Linked DNA regions of Ovis aries: region 1 is linked to region 2. Evidence: chromatin contacts called from public Hi-C data. All regions are on one chromosome and are shown on one strand. Each heading gives the region's core, a stretch centred on a gene start, on an enhancer-like site or on the middle of the called end of the contact. The rest is flanking DNA. Distances are from core to core; before and after follow the strand shown. Region 1 overlaps TAF4 (TATA-box binding protein associated factor 4). Region 2 has its middle 4.3 kb from the start of RPS21.

What was found. Hi-C and Micro-C count contacts between places; a contact is called where the count stands out from the background.
Region 1: a contact with region 2 is called in a Hi-C map of liver, with 2.7 times the contacts expected there. The contact joins two enhancer-like sites. A contact is called at or near these places in 4 of 16 Hi-C or Micro-C datasets (hypothalamus, liver, muscle and 1 more).

The regions. Positions count from the first base shown.
Region 1 is chr13:54,821,472-54,826,520 of ARS-UI_Ramb_v3.0, reverse strand. All of the region lies in intron 1 of TAF4 (TATA-box binding protein associated factor 4), which reads right to left. Among named protein-coding and RNA genes, the nearest start is that of TAF4, 33 kb to the right of the region's middle. Within about 2 kb of position 3,575, at least 4 of the 54 cell types and tissues checked have an H3K27ac peak or open chromatin away from gene starts, as enhancers often do. A contact at or near this core is called in liver, where this site is marked.
Region 2 is chr13:54,568,143-54,573,289 of ARS-UI_Ramb_v3.0, reverse strand. No RefSeq gene overlaps it. Among named protein-coding and RNA genes, the nearest start is that of RPS21, 4.3 kb to the right of the region's middle. Within about 2 kb of position 3,804, at least 11 of the 54 cell types and tissues checked have an H3K27ac peak or open chromatin away from gene starts, as enhancers often do. A contact at or near this core is called in liver, where this site is marked.

The DNA.
Region 1 (5,049 bases), core at 2,326-4,825, 250 kb before region 2:
GGTTTCCAGTCCCATCACTTAATGGCAAACAGACAGGGAAACAATGAAAAGAGTGAGACTTTATTTTCTTGGGCTCCCAAATCACTGCAGATGGTGACTGCAGCCATGAAATTAAAAGACACTTGCTCCTTGGAAGAAAAGCTATGACCAACCTAGACAACAGAGACATTACTTTGCCAACAAAGGTCCGTCTAGTCAAAGCTATTCAGTAGTCATGTATGGATGTGAGAGTTGGACTATAAAGAAAGCTGAGAGCTGAAGAATTGATGCTTCTGAACTGTAGTGTTAGAGAAGACTCTTGAGAGTCCCCTAGACTGCAAGATCAAACCAGTCAATCCTAAAGGAAATCAGTCCTGAATATTCATTGGAAGGACTGATGATGAAGCTGAAACTCCAATACTTTGGCTACCTGATGCAAAGAACTGACTCACTGGAAAGGACCCTGATGCTGGGAAAGACTGAAGGCAAGAGGAGAAGGGGACGACAGAGGATGAGATGGTTGGATGGCATCACCAACTCGATGGACATGAGTGTGAGCAAGCTTCAGGAGTTGGTGATGGACAGGGAAGCCTGGCGTGCTGCAGTCCATGAGATCACAAAGAGTCAGACACAACCAAGCGACTAAACTGAACTGAAAGACAATAAGCCATATTTTCAAAACAAAACAAAACAAAACACAGCTGCTGCAAATAACTCACTGTTTTGAAATCTCTAAAACCTGGGAGCTTGTGAAAGCACTGAGGAGAGAAAGGCCTGGCAGGCTGGCAGCCGGAACTGATGTCCACGCCCTGAGAAGTCTGCACCATGCCCAGGACAGGCTCAGGCCACAGGGCAGCTCAAGGGGGTTACACGGTCATCAACCCTGGCCCATGCTGGTGCTGAGGGCCCCAAAAGAGGGGACCTGGTGACACTCCCAGCCACTCACTCACCAGTTCACTCAGGCACCATGCAGAGACCCCAGTCCGTCATCACAGGGACTCAAGGGAACAGGGCAGCCCAGCAGGCCCCCCAGTTTCCACAGCTGGACACCCCAATTTCAAACTGATGCCTACACTTTATCGAATACTTGCTTATTTGCTTAAAAAATCATGTTCGCAGAAATTCAAAGGAATATTTAAATAACATTCGAGAAAAGCAATGTGATTAATATGCCAATCAAGTGACAGTGGTCTTTTGGACACAAAAGTCTAAAAAAACAGACTGGGCCATGCAGTGTGCCGATAGCGAGAGTGAAAGCTGAGGACAGAGGCAAAGCTCCTGCCAAGGAGTGACGTGGGACTCTCAGTGATGAGACCTCTCGGCGGCATCAGCAACGTCTCCAGTGGGAACAGACCCGGGAAAGAGAGAACCAGGACAGCTGTTCCGGGCATGAGGGCCACGGGTGGAACCAGCCAGCAGCATTATGGGTGGCAGCTCCAGAGGCGTGGCAGCTTCCCTGGGTACCACGCATACAGCCACTGCCTCCGAAAGAAGTGGAGTCAGGAATGCCTATGACACCTGGGAGAATCTGCCACACAGTCATGACATCATCACACTCTCTAGACCTCATAAATTCTGGTTATAATGCTCATTTCTAACAGATGACTGCAGTACCACTCAAAGGCAAAGAAACACAACTGTCTCAAAATGTAACTTAAACAAACTTTAGATAAAAGATCACAGAAAAGCAACCGTCTCTGTTCACAACAGCAGCACCCTGTCTGGGACTCCCAGCACTCTGGCCCCAGGGAGGACCAGGAGGCCATCTGAGCCGTCATCCCTCTGCCGGCGCCAAGCCAGCTCTGGGAGCGGTCAGGGAAGGGCCCCTGCAGGCGCCACCCTCCCGCCCTACAGACACACAGCCCCCAGGTCCCCCGCACACACACCCTGGCAGCCTGGCTGCACCATGGACCCCACCAGGCCCCTCCCTGCACCCCTCACCCCCAACTCAGAGTGCTCTGGAACCAAAACCAGCCAGTGTGCACAAGCGACAAGCATGACACGGCGAGCTCACACAGCAGAAAGCCACTCAAACTTTCATGTTAGATGATGCTAACATCCTTCTTAGTGCAGAGACAAGCGTTCATGAGGGCAGACTTGAGAAACGCAGAGACGAACCCGGAAGACGGAACTCTCAGGAGCCCGCCCCCTCTGGCTACAAGACTTTGAGTTTCTTTCCACCCTCTGTTCTATGAGCACGTGTACAACATATGTGTTTTGATAACCGTAAAGAAAATTGGGGTAATTCTGTTGATATTCAGCTTGGTGTTTTCTTTTCAAAACCATAATTTTCAGTGGCTACGTATTTCATCCAAAATGTATTTATAATTTCTTTATTGATGAAGGCAGGCAATTTTATACTTTTTGTCATTGTCAGAGCTCAGGATTTTACAGAAAGACACGCAGCATAAACCCACAGCACCCGTGTTAAGGCCGTGCTGCGTGTACTCATACCTAAGACAGACACAACACCACCTGTTTGGGAGGCTGGGCACCCACGGGCACAGAACGCAGGGAGCTCTGTGGTGTGGGGTGGGGCTGGGGCACATCCTCGTCACAGCCCGAGCACAACAACAGTCCTTAGGACTAAACGAGCCCCACCCTCCTCCAAGAACCAGAGTTCAAGATCAACTCCAGCATTTGTACCCAAGGTTACAGTTTCCCTGATCCCTTTCATACCAACATTTTTCACTGTATTTTTTACCAAAATGTAGGTCAGCCAGAGCTACACGACAAATAGGCATTTTCCACTCCACCTGGGATCCTCCACCTGGAAGTCACCACTTCTGGGGAGACATTCTTAGCATGGCCTTCAGTGCTCAGCCCCGCCCTTTCCCCCAAGACACAGGCATGTCCTTCGGCTTCAGCTGGGGGGGGTCCCAGGCCTGGCGAACGGCCCAGCTGCACTGGCACAAGCAGGGAACAGCAGTTGGGCTGGAGGGGCCAGAGCCTTCCCTGCCCTCCCACCCACCCCCAACAAGCACTGCTAGCACCATCACTGGCCAGATGGCTCGGAGAGTCTGCAGAGACGGTGCGATGAACAGCAGACCCTCCATCACCAAGATGCAAAATAAAACTGCCCCTGAACCCTGACATGGACGCTGAAGAAGCCAGAATCGGACCAGAAGCAGAGGAATGCAGAGAGGCGTGACACAGCCAGAGAACGAGAGCGTCATGCAGGGAACCAGGGAGGGACTTCAGGTCTGGACCATCCAGACCCCAGGCCACAGCAGCAGCAGAGGAGCCCGGCCTCGTGGAGCATCTCTGAGACCCACGCCCAAGAGAACAGCCACCGGCCAGGGTGTGACGGGGACCTCCTGCCACACCACCCGCAGTCCTGCCGGGGCCCCTCTACCACGTGCCTGTGGGACGGGGTCCCCCAACTACTCTACCGGAAGCAAACTCAGCCAGACACCAGCACAGATACCAGTGACGCTGACTTAATTACAGCCTAAACATTCTTTCACTCTTAGGGCTGCCTGCCTTTTAAACCACCTAAAAGAAAGTGCCTAAACCCACAGAGCTCAGACTCCAGGAAGGCTGGTGGCCGGGTCAGACGTGTGGGAGGCGGGGCTCCTGTGTCCTGGCCTCACCTCAGCCTCACAGGACCTGAGCACTGAGGGCGGAGCAAGACTGCTGCAAACGTAAAGAAGCGTTTGCCTGCCTGCACTGTCAGTGCTTTCAAAGCGGAAGGTGAGGAAACCTTTGATCAAAACAAACAACAACAGGGCTTCTCTGGTGGCTCAGTGCCAAAGAATCCACCTGCCAATGCAGGAGACACGGGTTCGATCCCTGGTCTGGAAGATTCCACATGCCTGGGAGCAACTACTCCCACGCAGCACAGCTACTGAGCTTGTGCTACAGAGCCGGGGAACCGCAGCTCCCGAAGCCCCCAGCCTCAGCGCCGCGCTCTGCCACGAGAGAAGCCCCGCCACGAGAAGCCTGCGCACCGAACTAGAGAGGAGCCCCTGCTCGCTGCAACCAGCGCGAAGCCCACGCGGCAATGAGTCGGCACAGCCACAAGTAAATGCGCAAATAAAACAATCTAAAAACAACAAGAAAAGCCCCGGGCAGGCAGACCCCACCCACTTCTTCCAGCTCCAAGTCAGGTTTCCCCCACACAAACATGGCTCAGGGTCATGGCAGAGCACGGCTGGAGATTCAGGACTCCACACCTGATTTTCACTTCACATCACACAGTGACTTTCAAAATTTTGATGAAACCAAGAATCGGCTCTAAGTAAGGTAAGGCATCACTGGGCCTCAGAGGCTGCGCCTCAGGACCTCACTCCCAGGTGGACATACATGTACTTACGGCTGATTCATGCTGTACAACAGAAAGCAAACGACACTGTAAAGCAACTACCCTGCAATTAAAAATAAGGAAAGAAAAGAAGCTGACTGCTGTGCACACACACGGCAGCAGAGCTGTCCCCACAGGACAGGCTGGAGAATAAGTACCAGGACGAGGTGGGCGGTGGGGGGTCAGGGCTGGAGGGGGTCTTTCCCACACCAAGCACGTCCACACAGCCTGAAATTCAGAAATGGACCTGCTTAGAGTACAATTTCTGAAAACAAAACTTTACCCCAAACTTGACTAAACAGTCAGTAACCACAACTGTCTTACCTACTTTAAAAATTGACCATAAAAATGTCCATCAAGCAATTCCCAAAAACACCACAAAGGGCCAAAGAGCAGATGCTTAACCTCGCAGGTTTCAGGCAAGGACCGTCCCCCAGACACAGCTCAGTGTCCTTTCTACCTTCAGCCCTGGCACGGGCAGGGGCGTGGGGCACGCACCAACACCGCGGTGCATGCCCCTGGACCCGGCCACTGCAGTGCGGGGTCCCTGTGCGGCGGCACCCGCCTTCAGGGCTCAGGCAGCCGCACCCCTGCTGCACGTGCCCACACGCAGCCCACCTGTGCGCCAGCAGGGACGCGTGCCTTGGACGTGCGATGGGACGGGATGTGAGAAGACGATGGCACCACAACACACGTGACCAGCTCTCGGAAAAGTCACGTGTGCGCACTCAGTTATGTACCTGAGAGACAAAAACCCGGTCTAGACA
Region 2 (5,147 bases), core at 2,555-5,054:
AGAGGCCTTCCCTGACCACCCAACCTATGGCCCCTTTGGAGAGGCCATTGCCCTTCAAAGCCCTAGACCAGGCCCCACTGGCATTCTGGGCTGGACGCCTCCCTGTGGGCCATCCTGAGCGCTGTGGGGTTTCGAGCAGCATCCCTGGTCTCCACCCAATTGTGGCCACAGCAACCTCCCCTCCCCCAGTCAGGACAGCATACTGCTGTGTATCCTGGGCAGGGTCAGGAAGGAACATCCCCAGATGAGACCCACTGGCCCAGACTTTCCTGAGATGAGATGCTTACTGTCATCTTCTCCAGGAGAACTGATGATTTCAAACTGTGGTGCTGGAGAAGACCCTTGAGAATCCCCTGAACAGCAAGATCAAACCAGTCAGTCCTAAAGGAAATCACCCGCGAATATTCACGAAGGACAGATGCTGAAGCTGAAGCTCCAGTACTTTGGTCATTTGATGCAATGACGTGAAGAGACGACTCACTGGAAAAGACCCTCATGCTGGGAAAGATTGAAGGCAGGAGGAGAAGGGGATGACAGAGGATGAGATGGTTGGATGGCATCACTGACTCAATGGACATGAGTTTGAGCAAGCTCTGGGAGATAGTGAAGGACCGGGAAGCTGGAGTGCTGCAGTCCCTGGGGTGGCAAAGGGTCAAACACGACTTAGTGACTGAACGACAACAGGGACAGGAGCTCCCTGGGGACGGGGGTCACCTGTCCTGAACGCTGCAGGGCCCAGGACTCGCCTGGGGCCACAGGACAGCCACCTGCCCTCAGTCACCTGCATGAAGTCATAGTGGGTGGGGGACAGAGGCACCTCCTGGCTGGGCCCTGCTGGACATCCTGGGGCCTCAGAGGACTTGCGGAGCTGGGCAGGGAGGGGAGAGCTGGGGACGGGCAGAGCGAGACAAGTCTGGGCTAGGCTCCTCACCAGGGCAGGAATTTGGGTCCCCTCACCCTCCACCTGCGCTCTCCAGGCCCAGCAAACCTCTGCCTCTGGGCATGTTCCAGCAGCTGCTGACACACTCACTGCCTGGTGCTCAGAGGCTGGGCCCTGCGGGCAGATTATCACCACCAGGGGCCCAAGGGAGGGCCTTCCTCTCTAGTCCATTCCAGGTTCCCAGCTGGGTGTTCCCAGTGGGCAGATGAGGGACCCCCACACCCTTGCTTCGGAGTTAACCCTTCTTAGGGCTCAGCTTTGGGCTAGGGCGTGGGGCAGTGTTGGGGGGTTCCTCTCTTCCTGTCCAAGGCCCTGTTCTGGCTGCACTACATCCCATCCCCCCACCTCCAGAGCTCTAGGCTGGGTCAAGCCCTGCCCTGTGCCCTGGCTCTGTAACTCTGGGGAAGCCACTTCCTCTCCCTTGGCCTCAGTTTCCTGCTCTGTACAGTGGGCTCATAATTGCACATCCTCTCAGGGTGGCCATGGGGCCACCTGGGTGGGGTCAGAGGTCAGCTTGGGGATAGAACCTGGTGTCTCCCTGGCGGGCCTGGCCCGGGAGAAAGATCGGCCATGCAGCCTTCTTGCTTTGAACCTGAAACTCCACCCAGTTTGGCTGGAATGTCTTGGCCTCTGGCCAGCGTGGTGAGCCTGTGGCATGTCCACTGGGATGAGCCAGTTGGCTGCTGTGTGCATGCCTGGGGTGGAAGTGCCTCCATTCCTGTCCCTTGGCTCAGCCCTTGTGGCCTGGCCTGGAGGGAGGGGTGGGGCCAGAAGACTAGACATTCCTGGGTGTCTCTGACCTCATAGTGCCCTCTGTTGGGTGTCAGTGGGGCTCCAGGTGCCCAGCTTAGGCCCCCACCCCACCTCCAGAATGTCTGTACATGCAACTGAGAAAGAGGTCCATGAAGGCCTCCTGGGAGCCAGGTGGGGAGGGGAGAGGCCCATCCAGATGCTGCCCCAATGCCAGCACAGTGTGCAGCACACTCTGCCTGTGTGGGTGGACGCAGATGTCAAAACCAGGGGGGTGGGGGGCACTTAAGGTCTGTGTTCCTAATCACCATGTGTGGGTTATATCTCAGTGAAAAAGTCTAACACAGTAGAATAGTTTGAGCAAACTCTGGGCTTCCCTGGTGGCTCAGAGGATAAAGAATCCATCTGCAATGCAGGAGACCCAGGTTTGATCCCCGGGTTGGGAAGATCCCCTGGAGAAAGAAATGGCAACTCACTCCAGTATTCTTGCCTAGAGACTGGTGGGCTACAGTTCCTGGGGTTGCAAAGAGTCAGACGCTCTGAGCGGCTCACACACACACACACACTGCTGCTACTGCTAAGTCACTGCAGTCACGTCCGACTATGTGTCACCCCATAGACAGCAGCCCACCAGGCTCCCCTGTCCCTGGGATTCTCCAGGCAAGAACACTGGAGTGGGTTGCCATTTCCTTCTCCAGTGCATGAAAGTGAAAAGTAAAGTGAAGTTGCTCAGTTGTGTGCAACTCTTAGCGACCCCATGGACTGCAGCCCACCCGGCTCCTCCATCCATGGGATTTTCCAGGCAAGAGTACTGGAGTGGGGTGCCATTGCCTTCTCCACACACACACACTGGAAGACAGTAAAAGACAGGGAAGCCTGGCATGCTATGGTCCATGGACTCGCAGAGTCAGACAGGACTAAGCGACTGAACAACAACAAATAAAATAGAATGACAAAATAAAATAGAGCAGAAAGGGTGACCGGCTGGATGCTGTCAGGCTCCTGGCCCTGACGGCCTGTGAGCACCGGTGCCCAAGGCCCCACACCCCAGGTCACTGAGGTCAGACCTACATGCTGGGGCTGCACACCTGCTGGGGCCTCCCTTAAACTCACAGAGACCAAGGAGACTGAGTCAGATGGAACTGCCTGTCCCCTTGAGGCCGGAGGACGGTTTGGAGTTGTGGCTGGGGGAGGTGGCACCAGGGCCTGCTGGAGTCCCTCTGAGGCAGGTCTGTGTCCAGAGCTGGACCTTCTCCCAGGGAACCAGAGCAGGCAGGATGGGGTGGTAGCTGCAGCTCCTGGCTAGGTTTGCATGGGGAGAATCCTGTCCCTTGGCCCTGACCCGTGGCTCACCCTGGGCCCCCGCCCAGGCCCGGAAGGAGGGTTTCCTGGTTTCGGGGCTGGTTCCCCTCCACACACAATGCGTGTCAGGCTGCCCAGGCCCCACCCAGCCCAGACAGCTGCTCTGGGAGGAGCCAGGAGGTGCCCCTCAGCCCCCTGCCCAGGAAGGCTGTGTCCCATGCATCTGAGCCCTGCTTACCTGCCATGGGCTAGGCCCCAGCAGAGTGCAGGTGAATGGGCAGTGGATGCTGGACGCAGACGCCGGCCAACACCTCTGGCCACCGGCACCCTCCTGGGCAGCCTGAATGGGGTCCTGTGTGATATGCGGGTGGGCATCAAGTGCGGCTTCAAGTCAACCCAGGAGTCCGCTCTACAGCTGTGTAGACCTGGGGTCACAGCATAACCACCCAAATGACGGTGGCAGTGGTGATGAGGGTAACAGTGATGCTGGTGGTGACAGTGGGGTGCTGAGGACCCTGACTGCCACATCCACTCTGAGCTCCCCAGATGTGTTAACCCTCCGGGGTGGTGCTCTTACCACTGTCCCCACTTTACAGCCGGGAGGAGAGACAGCTAAGGGACTGGCCATACAGCTAAGGGACTGGCCACACAGCTAAGAGGCAAGGTGGGGTGATCTTGGGGGTGCAGGGGGCAGGAAGAGGTGTAAGTTCTGCAGGCCTGGAGGTGCTCAAGCATCCTGATGGGGACCACCCTGCTCAACAGCCGCTGCTCTGAGCCCCCTGGGGGCTGCCTCAGAAGGACAATATCTTCCCGCCCCCAACCCCTTCATCCCGCCCAGCCTCTGGCCCTTTCCCAACCTGGAGACCCCATAAGAAGCTCAGTAAACAAGTCATCCCTTGGCTGGGGGCCAGAGGCCTGAGGGAGGTGGCCAGCCCCCTACAACCAGCAGGAAAGCGACTGATGAGCCTCTGTCCTTGAGCCCCGCCCACGGGTGCCTGCAGGGCCAGGCACAGCTCTTGGGGGCCCCATAGTGGCTGCTGGGCAGAGTACAGGCAGGGACACCTCTCCTCAGTTCTGAACCCCCACAGCCTGCAGCCTGAGCAGCTGCCCCCCACCCCACGCCCAACTTGATGAGAGGGGAACTGCTGATGGAAGGCCCAGCTGGCTCCCTTCAGGGACTGCTTGCTCCTCTGTCTGTGGGACCTGGGACAGCAGGGTTTCTTATTTTTTTAATTTATTTAAACAGACAAAGTAGTTTCTTAAAGAGGGGCTCATTCATACAGATTTCACTGCCAGAGGGTGGGGTCACAGAGCTTCCTTTTGAAGAACTTGGCCTGAGGAACTCTGGCCCCACTGGGGAGAGAATGTGTTGTCTTCTGTGTGTCCATGCGTGTCCTATAGTATTTAAAATGTTTTTGTGTGTGTGTGTGATAATATACATATAAACAAAACTTAACACCTTGACCATTAAGTGTGCAGTTCAGTGGTATTAAATACATTCATAATGTTGTGCAGATATCACCACCATCCATCTCTACAACTTCCTCACCTTGTAGAGAGGAGCTCTATGCCCATTAGACACTAACCCCCACCCCAGCCACAGCCGCTGTTATTCGACTCCTCTAGGCACCTTGTGTATCTGGAATTACACTGTACTTGTTTGTGACTGGCTTGTTTTACTTAGCACAATTTCTCAAGTTTCATCCATATGCTTGTCACAATTCCCCTCCTTTTTAAAGATGAACAACATTCCACTGTGTGCATAGACGATATCCCGCTTATCCCTTCACCCACCCAAACACGTGGGTTGCTTCCATCATAGACTACTGTGAATAATGCTGCTGTGAATGTGGCTGTACAGATCTCTTCAAGACACCACTTTCAAAGTCACTGTAGTCATTCTAATGGGTGTGAGTGGATTTTGTTACACGTGCAAGTGAAGCAAACTATGGACAAGGCACAGATTAAAAATCCAACCGCCCCTTCTAAACAGCTGGGAGCAAAAGCACGGTACCAGCGCATGCCCCTTGCACTTAACACTACCAAAGAGATGGGCAAACCACCTAAGCTCCCCTCCAGCCCAATCCCTGGACCCACTCCTACCTTCACACCATACAATGGAGCGAACAAGGGAACCTATTACTTGTTTTCACTC